Linked DNA regions of Zea mays: region 1 is linked to region 2. Evidence: chromatin contacts called from public Hi-C data. All regions are on one chromosome and are shown on one strand. Each heading gives the region's core, a stretch centred on a gene start, on an enhancer-like site or on the middle of the called end of the contact. The rest is flanking DNA. Distances are from core to core; before and after follow the strand shown. Region 1 holds the start of LOC103641750 (probable WRKY transcription factor 34). Region 2 holds the start of LOC100276570.

What was found. A called contact is a pair of places that touch in the nucleus more often than the background predicts.
Region 1: a contact with region 2 is called in a Hi-C map of leaf, with 5 times the contacts expected there. The contact joins the promoter of LOC103641750 here to the promoter of LOC100276570 in region 2. A contact is called at or near these places in 4 of 25 Hi-C or Micro-C datasets (bundle sheath, endosperm, leaf and 1 more).

Annotation. Positions count from the first base shown.
Region 1 is chr10:127,269,996-127,277,154 of Zm-B73-REFERENCE-NAM-5.0, forward strand. It overlaps LOC103641750 (probable WRKY transcription factor 34), which reads right to left and starts at 1,590. Exons shown (of 6, transcript XM_008665082.2): 1 at 1,161-1,590; 2 at 1-12.
Region 2 is chr10:127,000,091-127,007,302 of Zm-B73-REFERENCE-NAM-5.0, forward strand. It overlaps LOC100276570, which reads right to left and starts at 3,706. Exons shown (of 3, transcript NM_001150328.2): 1 at 3,505-3,706; 2 at 2,382-2,633; 3 at 523-1,555. The coding sequence starts at 2,601. The coding sequence ends at 903.

The DNA.
Region 1 (7,159 bases), core at 340-2,839, 270 kb after region 2:
GGATTGCTCAACCTAATGGGGGTGAAAAAATAGTTACGTCTCAGTACTAAGTCAATGTATGTTCTGTCTGGACATTAGCTTCAGATTTACAGAGGTAGACAAGGACAATATCCAAAGGCAACGGGAATCTGACAACGGTAGTGATATGATATTTGTTTTGATGAACAGATATCAGGAGAAACATTTTCCAGTTGAAACAAAACAAAAGCAAACGATGGATTGAAATCGGTTAAGTTCACAGGAGTCTTGAGCACCAGGATCCAAATGCATCAAGAGCTCGCGGGAGAGCGAAACAGGTGAAACGGGAGTACAGGACAGCCTGCAACAGGTTTATTTGAAGGGAAAAAAAAAAGAAAAAGGATTTCAGTGGTAGCGCTAACAAGTACCAGAGATTTCTCAGAGATGGCAGGCAATCTCCTCCAACTGGAAGAACACCAACTTTTATACTTCTAATCAGAGACACTATATTCCCAGTCCAATTATCATCAGTTTTTTTCCCACAAACTCAAAATTCTCCGTGGAGCTGATTCCAAAACAGGAACCGTGTCGATGTGAGTAAACGACAACTCATAATAACCGTGGTGTAACACGAAATGTTAAAGTCGATGCGACCGGCACACTCCCCACGAATAAATATAAAAACAAATAAAATGGAACGTGGCTGTTCCATCCCATTCACTTCAAGACCAGGAAAAAGAAATGGCATGGATCCAAATCGTTGCGTGATTGCCTGTGAGTGGGGGACTCTCCTGTGGCTCGGAGCTCGAAGCGCATACGCATAAACAACATGGAACAGCCTTTCGCAAGAGCTCTTCAGAATGATAGATCGACTTAAGATGACAATGACGAAAACATCTCCTCGAAGAGAACATAAGGGTGACGAAAAGAAGAAAAAAATACAGAAATATTCAATAAGATACTGACGACCCAGAAGTGAACGACATTGTATTTAGAAAGAAATATAGGAAATCCTGTGCCAAAATTTCTGGAGCAGTCCACGTAAGAACAGACAAACTCGGGCCATACAACGAGAAAACACGCGAGGGGGCTCGATAGGATACAACCGAATCCCCTCGCGTCGCGACAAATGGCAGGCCGAGAAACAGAGAGCTCATTTCATTGACGGAGCCACCGAGGGGGAATGGGGATGGAACGCGAACCTGTGACTGGAGGGAGGAGGTCGCCGGAGGAGCCCAGTGGTGGCGAGGCTCGCTCCACGCCACACCCCTTGTGGGAACGGGAAGGCTTCGCGACGGCTCAGTCTACCGATGGCCCAAGGAAAGCGCAACAGGAACGAAGCACAAGGATCAGGGACAAATGATGGGCACTCTGCAGCCACAGGGAGTCAGGAAAAGAAGGTTCCTCCTGCCATTACTTGCCTCCGTCTCTCTTTTCTCTCTCATCGTTCGCACAGCACGATTTGTTTTTTACGCTGGAGAGAGAAGAGTAAAATATAATAAAGAGTGGAGGAGGAAGGAACACTGGAACAGAGGCTGAGAACGAGAGAGAGAGAGAGCAGGGTGAGGGGCGGAGGAGGAGGGGCGGTTTGACCAAGAGAATGGTGGAGCGGAAGGATCCCTCGGGACTCGAGAGTCGAGACGGGCGGGTGTGGAGAGAGAAACGGACATCGTTTTATCCCTGTCGCAAACTGCATTTGCTTCGGATTTCTTTCCTTAAAAAATATAACTTTTGGGTTTGTTGTTTGTTGTTTGTTTGGATTAGAGCATGCGGGCGTATTCGGCAGCTTGTTTTCTGCCGTTGTTGGTAGAGATGAAACGAACGGGATTGATCCTAATAACCTTTCTCTCATTTTTATTTTCAAATTTTATTTAAAATACAAGATAAAAGGGGACCATCTAAGTAGAAACATCATCATATAAAGTATAAAGATAAAGTAGTATTACGATCATATTAAACATCTCATCTAGATGTATGCAAGCAATATATTATAATGTACATATAGCTACTAAAGAAAAATAATCAATTATAGATTAGTTTGTTGTGAGGTGACCAAACAATCTCTGAGCAGTTTTACTGATGTGGCATTGCCACTGTAGCACCGATTTTGTCTATTTTAGTTCTGTGATTCAGAAGTATTCAAAATTTACATATTTTTGAGGCTAAAAATTTTATTATAAGTAACTAATATAATTACTAAACTACTAAAATTTTGGTTGGGTTTATTAAGCAATTTAAGTGGCCTCTATTATGAAAACTAACTAAATTAATTTTATATTTGTTTTTAGAAACACTTAGCAAACAATAATAAATGTTGTCCAGTTTGTACACAGTCCTACTCTCATCTAAAATAACTTGCACAAATTTTTTCGTAATTTTATGTGAACTTTAAATATGGACTCATGTAATGTTCACAGAAACATTTGTGTAAGTAATGAGTCTATATTTAAAGTGTTTAGAAAACTAGAAATGTTTGTATAAATTATTTTAGCATATAGGAGGGCTATGTAAAATTTTGGGATCTTTTCATTACTATTTGCTAAGTGTAATTGATTTAGTTACTAAGGAGAAGAAAATCCACTTTAGCATTAGAAGATAAGAAATATTTTTTGGACAAAAAAATATTAAACTCTTTTTATGTAGTTTTTTATTTTTAGTAATTAAGTTGCTACTCCTAAAATTATTTAAAAATTAGAATGAAAAATAATGCCTGGTTATCAAGTTGTAAGTAAAATTTTATAAAATTTAGATACTACCAGATCACATAACTGAAAAAAGATAAATTTGGTGTCACAGTGACAATATCACATCAGCGAAACAACTCACTAAAATCGTCAAGAAGGTTATTTTTTCGGTTTTGTAAAGTTCAACTGATTTTGAAGATGAGGGGTGAAATAGACCTCTAAAGATGAGGGGATTATGTTGACTTTTTCTTTTTGTTTCATACATTAGTAGCTTGTGTACAGCTCTTGAAGCCTAATCGTTTCTTTTCCTCAACTTGCCTGGCATATGATTCTTGCTTCATTCATAGAGTTTCAAATTTTGGTTTCACGCACATTTGTGAGTTTGAACCTCACAAAGAAAGAGATGGGCGCGAAGCTACGACAGCGTGAGAATCGGATATGGAGCGTTGGATACGATGATGCGGTATAGAGTAACCGTTGGCTCATCGGAGGATATGAAGAGTCAGATGAAAATAATAACGCAAGTAGTACATCTCAACCGTAACGTCACTCCTGGTGTACGATGACGGTAAATTAAAGCCAGAAAGATTAGGTTAAGGTACGGTAATTTATCGTTATATAAGCCGAAACATTACACGATTAGCGAGCATTGGACATTAAATGATGGAGCGGTGGTACCTGATCGCGCGGGGCCGGGCCTCTCGATCTTTTTTATGTACGCGACGAGGTGCAGACATGAATTGATAGGCTTGTTCCCGACGAGTACAGGCCCGGCTGGGATGGTGGGATTGATGTAGGAGTACGACATCCTCACCATAAAGCAAAGAGGCTCTCGTAGTCTCGTACGTGTCCTTTGTAAGAATTTAAGCAATTTTGTATTTGATTTAGTTTTCAAATTCTATCACCAATGTTCAAGGCATTGTTGGCTCTACAACCTTGATAGCTCGGACACGGATGGTACCACGGTACGCCACACCAGCCCAGACGACTCTACAACCTTGATAGCTCCGAGCAAAATGTATAAGACTGTATTCGGTGGATCGTATAAAATAGAGGACGTACAACTATAGATAACATTGTTTAACACTATTTAAAGAGCGAAGTTTGTTATAAGAATAAGATAAGAGACAAGATAGAGAATTTGTTGGAGGTGACCTAAGGATCCTCGTGTCTCAAAGACCACGGAGGTCCCATGGATCCTAGAGGGCCCCGGCCTCCCAACAGCTACAGAAGGCATCGAACGTTTGAAAGGTGTCAACGGATGTCATGAGAAGAACTGAGAGCCGCCATAGACGAATCTTGGATATCCCAAGAGACAAGGGGAGCTTCTGCCGTCTCCGGATGTTCCAAGGGACACGCGGGTGCTGCATGTCACGAGAGGCATAGAGCCCACCTCCATTCCAAGGGAATCAGGGGAGGAGGGACGAGATCAGACGTACATGTGAGACTACTAATTTCGTTCTTAAATATTGGTCGTCCCTTAGTTTCTATTTAATTTAAACTAAATCATGACATATAAAAATGACGAATTGAAGGAAGTAGTTACCAATCATTCCAGTGACATAGGGCCTCCACACGTCAAGCGTCTCGAGAGCCGCGACCCCCCTCCAAATAAAAAAAACCTAAACTTATAATAATACTCGCTCTGTTTCGTTTTAGTTGTCGCTGGATAGTGCAAAATTGAACTATCCAGCGACAACTAAAAAGAAACGAAGAGAGTATAACTGTAATAACTAAATTAAATTAAATATGACTCGTATCTATATCAAATCTAACAATATCTATTATTATAAAGTAACAGTTTTATCGGGGACCATAATTAGGGGTACCCTCAAGACGCCTAATTCTCAGCTGGTAACCCCCATCAGCATAAAGCTGCAAAGGCCTGATGGGTATGATTAAGTCAGGGATCAGTCCACACGAGTGACTCGATCACGCTTCACCCGAGCCTAGCCTCGGCCGAGGGCAGCCGACCTCGAGAGACTTCCGTCTCGCCCGAGGCCCCCCTTTTTACGGCGGACACATCACCGGCTCGCCCGAGGCCTTGGCTTCGCTCAGAAGCAACCTTGACTAAATCGCCACACCGACTGACCAAATTGCAGGGGCATTTAACGCAAAGGTGGCCTGACACCTTTATCCTGACACGCGCCCCCCCGGCAGAGCCGAAGTGACCGCCGTCACTCCACCGCTCCTCTGACCAGTCTGACAGAAGGACAGCGCCGCCTGCGCCACTCCGACTGCGGTGCCACTCGACAGAGTGAGTCTGACAGGCAGTCAGGCCTTGCCAAAGGCGCCACGGCGAACTCCGCTCCGCCCGACCCCAGGGCTCGGACTCGGGCTAAGACCCGGAAGACGGCGAACTCCGCTCCGCCCGACCCCAGGGCTCGGACTCGGGCTAAGACCCGGAAGACGGCGAACTCCGCTCCGCCCGACCCCAGGGCTCGGACTCGGGCTAAGACCCGGAAGACGGCGAACTCCGCTCCGCCCGACCCCAGGGCTCGGACTCGGGCTAAGACCCGGAAGACGACGAAACTCCGCTTCGCCCGACCCCAGGGCTCGGACTCGGGCTAAGACCCGGAAGACGACGAAACTCCGCTTCGCCCGACCCCAGGGCTCGGACTCCGCCCTGGCCTCGGCCGAACGACTTCCGCCTCGCCCGACCCCATGGCTCGGGCTCGGCCTCGGCAACAGAGGACAGACTCAACCTCGGCTTCGGAGGAGCCCCCACGTCACCCTGCCTAGGGCACAGACCCGCCACGTCAACAGGAAGCGCCATCATCATCCTACCCCGAATCGACTCGGGTCACGGAGAACAAGACCGGCGTCCCATCCGGCCAGCTCCGCCGGATGGGCAATAATGGCGCTCCACAAACTCTATGACGATGGCGGCCCCCAGCTCTCTTACGGAAGCAGGACGACGTCAGCAGGGACTCGACCGCTCCAACAGCTGTCCCTCCGCCAAGCTCCGACGCACCTCCGACAGCCACGACATCACGCCAGCAAGGTGCCAAGATCTCTCCGGCTGCCACATTGGCATGTACCTAGGGCGCTAGCTCTCTCTCCGCTAGACACGTAGCACTCTGCTACACCCCCCATTGTACACCTGGATCCTCTCCTTATGACTATAAAAGGGAGGACCAGGGCCTTCTTAGAGAAGGTTGGCCGCGCGGGACCGAGGACGGGACAGGCGCTCTCTTGGGGCCGCTCGCTTCCCTCACCCGCGTGGACGCTTGTAACCCCCCTACTGCAAGCGCACCTGACCTGGGCGCGGGACGAACACGAAGGCCGCGGGACTTCCACCTCTCTCACGCTCGACTCCGGCCACCTCGCCTCTCCCCCCTTCACGCTCGCCCACGCGCTCGACCCATCTGGGCTGGGGCACGCAGCACACTCACTCGTCGGCTTAGGGACCCCCCTGTCTCGAAACGCCGACAGTTGGCGCGCCAGGTAGGGGCCTGCTGCGTGCTGACGAACAGCTCCCCGTCAAGCTCTAGATGGGCAGTCTCCAGCAACCTCTCCGGCCCGGGACGGTGCTTCGTTTCGGGACTCTTGAGTTCATGTCCTTCGACGGCAGCTACGACATGATACTTCTTCCACCGCCGCGCGACGACGACAATGGCGGCCGACAACCCGCCCGCCGGCGGCGGAATCGACGACATCTTCCCCGCGTGGTGGAAGAGCAACATTCGGGCTCGCTCCGTTCTCTCCCCCGCCAACGGAGGAGGAGGCAGGGCCATCAAGGCCAGGCGGGAGGCCGCGCTTCGTTGGCCATCGAGCGAATCGACGCCCCCGACGCCCCGACGAAAGGCACGCCGGACGTCGACCTCGCGTTCAAGACGGAGGCAAGCGCCGTCCCCCCGCGACACGCTGACCCCGAGCAAGAAGACGACGCCGGCGCGCTCGCGGAAAGCCTGCAGGACGTCGCCCTCGTACCTGAGATGACGGTGCAACCAGTCCCCGATGTGACTACGTCGCTCCTCGTCAACCAAAAGGTACCGACTAACTCCCATCTTGCGTCATTTCGACTCGGCCTCAACCCGCCAAACGACCTCGTTTTGGCGGGCGCTCTCATTGAGGCGAGTGCAACCCCACTGGGGTTTCGTGTGCGGTCGCCTTGGGACCGACTGACGGACGTCTCGACCTACGGGCCCTCTGGGTCCGAGGAAGATGACGATCCCAGCATCTGTTGGGATTTCTCCGGACTTGGTAGCCCCAGTGCCATGCGGGACTTCATGACCGCATGTGACTACTGCCTATCCGACTGTTCCGACGGAAGCCGCAGCCTTGGCGACGAGAGCTGCGGCCCAAGCCGCGAATGTTTCCACATCGAGCTAGGGGATCCCTCCAAAGGCAACCATCTCGGCATGCCGGAGGACGGTGATCTTCCTAGGCCGGTGCCTCGCGCCGACATCCCACGGGAGCTAGCTGTGGTCCCCGCTCCGGCGGGGGGTTACGACCCACAACTCGAGCAAGTCCGCGAGGCGCAGGCCAGGCTCAACGAGGGAACAGGAGCGCTT
Region 2 (7,212 bases), core at 2,456-4,955:
TTACTTTTATGAGATGGGATTCAACACTTCTATGTGATGAGATGTTATTGTGATGAAATGGATGAGACTCTGGGTAAAACACAGTCTCTCCACAGAATTTTGTCGTATGCTAGGTCATGATGGTTTTGTTTGCTACTCTTTCCTCTATTTCGGCACATGTATTGGCAGCTAGGAATAAGTGATTTGAAACATGCGGCAGAAGACGAAGCTACCGACTCCAATGTTGATGCACATTAACTAGGAGTTTTTTAGATCAAGTAATCAATCCTCACCTCGAAATGGTATAAAGTAAGAAGCTAGTGGTGCGGGTTTGTATCAAGTCAGATGTAGATTATTTACTTTACATAAATGGGTTGCTCAGTGACCTTATATTTTTTTTATTGAACCACTTAGAGATCCTTCAAGAGACAAGGTATTAAATAAAGTTATATATGTCCTTAATCCACTTCTAACGGAAAAGTCCCTTCATAAAATATTTGGTTCCCTTGACTAAAGTTTAGTCTATGTCGTATCGAATATTTAAATTTTAATTACAAGTATTATATATAAAATTACAAAACTAAGACTAAATAAAGAGACGAATTTAGTTTGCCTAATTAATCCATGATTTGGTAGCTGCAGACCGTCAGCTAGCCTAGTTGTCAATCGAACCCAATTTATGCACAGACCTACATTATTAGTTTTTACAGAACACGCGTAGCTTCTGACGTATATCATCACAAGTGCATGTACGACTAAGAAACTATACTACCTGCTGGGTGCTGGCTACAGGCCTACAGCTACAGTAAGATACACGTTAAGACATCACAAACCCGGCGAACGAAGTTACAGACGGAAGAGAACACCAACTGAGCACGTCAATCCATGTGGATACGAATGCATCCAAACGAGGCAGGGCATCATCATGTCGGCACAACCTCGTCAAACGGCGCCGAGACCTGCGCGAAGAACATCTTCAGGGACAGGCACATCATTATCAGCTGGACGAGGCCAAAGAGGGACACTTTGAAGGTCCTGCTCTGCATCTTCAGGACCTCGGTCGTCCGGTAGAGATCCTTCTCCCGGACCTCCAGCTTGTCCACCTGCTCTTTCAACATCACGATCTTGCTCTCCGTCTCTCGTAGCTTGAGCAGCATCCTGGTGTTGTCCCCGGCAGCAGACGCCCTGTGCTCCTCCAAGGCCATCTGGTCTTCTGCCCGGACCTGCCAGTTCTGCCTCGCTTTCATCATCACCAGATACTGGATTTCAGCTTCCAGTATCTCCTGGAGATGGTGCTCGAACTCTGTCTCTAGCTGGTCGATGCTAGCTGCTGCCTCCTCCACCGTTGCCCTATCTGCAGTACCGATCAGTATTTGAAGCTTGGAAAGCCTTAAGTCTTTCTCTCTGATGGTGTTTGACACTTCTTTCACTTTTTGTTCAAGATGCTCCATCTTCTCATTCAATTTCAACATATCGACCTCTGCATACGGCAAAACGATCACATCTTGGTCTTTGTTACCAGAAGTGGATTCCTCCGCCTCAAGTTCTTTGCCAAGTTCTGATAATTTTTGTATCTCTGAGCAGCACAAAAAACCCAGAGGTGGTTAATACAAACATAAACTAGAGCTTAAAGACTAAATAATTTTAAAAAAAAATAACGGTAATCAAGTGGTATCTATGGAAAGAATAACTCAATAATAAATAGGATAGCACAGCTTTGTTATAACCAAGAACCACTAGAGTTATGTGATCCATTACAACTAGAACTAGCCAAAGTGTCCAAATACTCCAGAAGTGCACACTTGTCCCTTATACTATATTGTGAATAAACAAACCATTACTTTTCTTTCCAAAATGAAGTGAGAGCAAATCTGTTACTGATGTGGAAAGCATACTGCATACTATCAGAATTGATCATTGTATGGGTCTACGGATTGAAAAAAAAAATAGAAAAGGGAAGGCAGGAAGTGATAGCCATGACCTTAGGCATACTTTGCCAAGTGCTGCATAATGCGGCACTGAACAAGACACAATTACTCGTACATTATTCAGGAGGAGGTGTAGAAAACTACCATAACATATAAATGAAGAAAACAACCTATTTAGTAAATAAACGTGGTGCACGAGCAAAGTCAGCACAGATATGTTTGGAAAAAGCAACAGATTTAAAAAGAGAGTGCTGTGTAGAAATTTACTTCAGCAAGCAAACCTGGAACACCATGAAATTCCAACTTTCGAAGTACCGGAAAAATACAGTGCCTGTACTGTGTTACTTAATTAAGTCACAGTATTAAACAAGCCACAAAAAAAATCTAAGATGGTTGAAGTTTAAAGTGTGAGAAGGCACAAAAGCAACTTAAAAAGAAGTGCATAAGAAACATGAAGAAATATAAGATGTTTACCATTTTCAAGGACTTGCTGTGTCATATGAAGTGAAGAAACCGATTCAGCAAGAGGACCACCATCTCTATCTTGATTCACCCAGCTCCATTCATTTTCATCATTTTGCTCTTCGCTACTTATTATCATTTCCTCACCAATGTCACTGTCCCTTCTGTATGCTGACTGAACCTCCTCACTTTGCCGGTCCTCACTTCTATCCACATCATAGTGCATCAACATTGTTCTATGCTTGTAGTTGCTAAAAGCATCACCTGCATCAGATGCTATCAAGTAAGATTCGGCAAAGGAAGCATGTCTCCTGTCCCTAACAGCCCTTCTTTGTGCCTTGCACCCTTTTCCTGCAAAACCAAAATCCTTCACCCAAACTCTTTTCCTATTACAATCTCCAACAGTCTTCATCCCAATTATGCCTAGTGAATAGCCCGTCGCTAGCACCAAATAATTGATGTTGAGCTGCAACGGATTGTCAGGCGACTGCCTCCTTACTCTTCTCCACCTCCTTAATCTGCACAGCTTCCTTGGTGACGTCTCTACAAACAACTTATCTAGTGGTCCTAGCCAGGGGAGGGCCAACTTGGGCACCACCACTGCCTTCTTATCGAAAGGCAACTTTGGAGGGGATCGCACAGGATTCTCTGTCCTAACGCCAATATCAAAGTCGGCTATTGTAATGTCCTTGAGGCGCAAATCGGCTAACTTATTTGCATCTCCAAATTGAGGTACCTCGCCCCAATGCATATCAGAATCGCGAGGAGGCTCTCGAGGATACTGGCCTAAATTTTCTGCCCTGATTGTGAACTCCAATTTAGGCATGCTAATTTCACCCTTTTTTTGTCTAAACCCTATGTGCTGAAAGACAAGGAAACCCGATTGTGAAGGCGGCTGGGCTCCTGAAATCAGGCTCCCCGGGTTCGGTTCTATGTTTCATCCTACCCAAACGCATACAATTTTATAGTTTCCTGGCCTTGATTCACACTCCAACAATCCTCCTAAGCATTCGGCCAAACAGAATTCCAAGGAACTACACTACAGGACGTCGCTCTCGGTCACAACAAACCAGAAATTTCACAGGAAATTCCGAAATAAATCGGACCAACCTAGAGCGATGGAGAAATCACGCACCTGACGCGACGAAAGTTCCTGGAATTGGGACGCCGGGATACTGGCGGGGTGAGCGGAGACAACAACGGCCGGAGGCGGGGCCGCCTGCGCAGCGAATATATACAGGTCCCGTAGGAATTTCCGTGAAGCAGCGGACAAACTGCGCGCCACGGAAGTGGGGAGGTTGAGGAAAGCACGAAACGAAGCCGAGGAAGGAAAGGGTGTTCGTCAAGGAAGAAGAGAGATTAGTTAACGAACGCGATGACTCCGGGCCCGGGAATGCGGATTCCGTCCCAAATTTTGTTGGGTTCGGGCCCATTGTAGACCGCAATCTCCGAGAAAAAGGAAGGTTGTGGGCCGCTTATGGGCCTTGCGAAGTTGGAATTGCAACGAACTGTTATACACAGGATCTTTGATCCCACATCTTTCTTTTTAGAAGAAATCAGCACGTGTGAAGATACAGGGATCTCGTTTTTTTTATCATGCAACACGATAAAGAAAATACATAGAAAATAAATATATAGAAAGATTTATAATATATTTTATTATAAGAGAGCATGAATCCATATATATAGCCTCATCAAAGAAGTAAGCCAACCTTTTAAGGTTTCTGAGCACTCACTCCTCGTAATACCGTGACAAACCCATGTCTCATAAAAAAATTCAAAACCCCAATAGAAAAATAGAAAAAAATGCATTGTGTCGTCAAATATATTACACTTATTGCCTTGTTAAAAAACATCCATGAGAAACTTCACAAAAACTCGTGATGAGAAAATAGTACAAAGTCTTCGTGATACAGCAATCTTCAAGATTTAAAAATTAAGATCTTTTGGACCCAAACTTAGGCTTGTGATTAGAAGTATCTCCTTCGGATGTGTTTGGTTTGAGATCAAATTAGTATGAGGCGGGGGCGACATCGTTCACTCGATTTTTTGGATCACGCCGCCACCAACAATTGCTTTCGTGTTAACCTTGTTCTCGTGTGACTCTCATCCAAACACTATAGAAAATGTGGCCACCCACTTCCATCCCTTCTTATACGTCCAACCAAATACATCCTTAATCGCTTGGGCTTAAAGCCGCTTGTGCTGCTGCTGTCGCTATCCTAAGGCTCAATATATTTTAGAAACAATAGAAAACAACACATCAAGCAAGCAAACCGAACAACGGTTGTGTTGTTCGCTTCGAATTAAAGTCGACTGTTTGGACTGTTGAAGTTACAAATTCACAAAGATAAAAACATTGTAGAAGCAGTAGAAACTGGTACGGATTAAAGCCAAGCGAACAGGCTCATATGCCTCATACCAATACTGCTACATATTTTCTAAACATTGTTGCTGGTAAGAATTTAGTGAATAAACCATACAGATTGTCACAAGATTTAACTTTCACAATAATCATCTCACCCTGCTTCTAGTGTTCATGAGGATAAAAACTATCAAGAGTTATATGTTTTATCATATTACTTTTGATATAGCTCATTTGCATTTGTGCAACACATGCTGCATTATCCTCACATAATGATGGAATTTTCAATGATTTTGAAATCACATGACTTTTAGATATAACCAATCATATGCCATAGCTAGTCATATTCCCATGTGGTTTCATAAAGTGCTAGGATATCTAAGTAGCTAGTAGATATAGTTACTAAGGTCTGTTTTCTCGATTTACATAAAACATAATGCCACCAAAGAGAAACATAAAATCAACCTAAGATCTGGTGTAGGGATTGGATTGATATCTGACCTACTCATAGCCATGATGCTTTGGTACTAATTCTTTAGAAAATTCATGCCAAGATCTTGAGTGCTTTTGAGGTATCTTAGTATTGTCTTAACATTGACCTATTGTCTTTGGGTTGGTTTTGCACTATGGCGTGCTAGCAAATTTACTATAAATGTAATATCAAGTCTAGTGCAATTTGCAAGATACATCAGTGTTCCAATAGCACTAATATACAAGACGGCTAGTCCCAAAGTTTCCTCACAATTGCCTTTGAACTAAATGGGGTTTTTATCCTTTAAAGGGACCATACAACCATCAGAGTCTTTAAAGGGTGTGCCTTTGTCATGTTAAATTTCTTAAGAACCTTTTTCAAATAGGTTGACTATTGTACTCAAATTTCTTTAGGAGACCTTGTATTTGCAGGCCTAGATAGAACTTGATATTCCCTTAGTCTTTTATTTAAAACTTTATCTTGAGGCAGATGATTTCCTCCTCAATATTCTCTGCACATCCTATGATATTTAGATCATCAACATAGACTAGAATAATGCAAAACCCCTTCTAAGATGTTGTATTTGTAACAATATAGCCCTTCTTTCAAACTTTACACATTCAATACCATGTACTAGCTTCCTTCCATTGGCCTTGGTACCTTCTCTGTGCCCAATTTCATCGTTGAGATGGATGCCTCCCATTCTTATATTGCAGTCTTTTGGTTATTCCACCTTCCTGCCATTATTTTGAGGCTTTCAATCCATGCATCCCATTTTTATGGTTTTGTTTAGCATATCAATTTCCTTTCTCAGCTTCTATATTTGCTAGGTTAGTGGTATAAACTTTTAAATAAATATTGCAACATTTTTCACAACCTTGGCTAATGGAAGGGGTAAAAGAATCTTTTGCCTTGGGGAGATGTGAATTGTTATTGCAAATAATACTATATTGTTCCTCACACTCTTTATACTTTCCATCTAAGTCATAATACTTTTGCTTAAGGGAATATGTTTTTTTCTTTATGATAACATGGGATTCTTGATCTTTGGCCAAAGCCTTGTGCAATGTGTTCACCTCACTTCTCTCCAATGCAATACCTTTCTTGTTAGCAATATAAAGGTCTTCTTGTTCAATAAGAATGTCCTTTGTAGATTCTAGCTCATCTTGTACTCTCCCTAATTCCCATATTAGCTTAGTGATGAAAAACTTGGTCTTTTATCCAAATTTTTAATTATTTGATTAATTTCTTCATCACTAGATATATCACTAGGAGGAGGTTTGGATTTTGGTTGGGTTTAACATCTCGCCATTTGCCATGATACAAATGTGAGGGGCAATCATCATCATCGAACATGTTGAAGAGCCTTGGTGTGGTGGATGACTTATGAATGACAATGATAGCAACTATCTCATCCTCCTCACTTAAGCTCTCTTTTGATAAACCCCACTCATGTCTAGTGTGAGTTTCCCATTGTATTGTTCTTCTCATAGCCATGTTTGCCCCCTTTTATTGTATTTGTTATCTTCTTTTCATGTGCACTACAAGACATCTATGACTAATTTATGGTGACAAAAGAGTTGTTTGTTGTTATGTCACCCTGTTAGTGATGTTATGTAAGTTAGGGTTTTTAGTGACAAATTTTGTCCCGTCACTAAAGACCACTAAAAAGTGTCATGAAGTAGCCTGCTAACATGTAGTGACGAACATGTTCGTGTCATAACATGTCATAAAGAAAAAGTCATAAAGTTATGACAAATTTATTTGTCATAAGTTTTTCCTATGTTTTTATTAGGCTCTACAAACATTAAATGGATCCATGTATCATATGGTTCATTCACTGGTTAAGTGAAACTAAAGGAAAATATTGGAGAGATACATCGGGGTGAGTGAAATAAAAAGAACTACATGGTAAAATTAAAGATTGAAAAATAGAAGAAAAAATATGCCAAACTGAGATAAAAAAACAAGGAAAAGGCTCTAGTAACATTAAATTGGTCTATGTG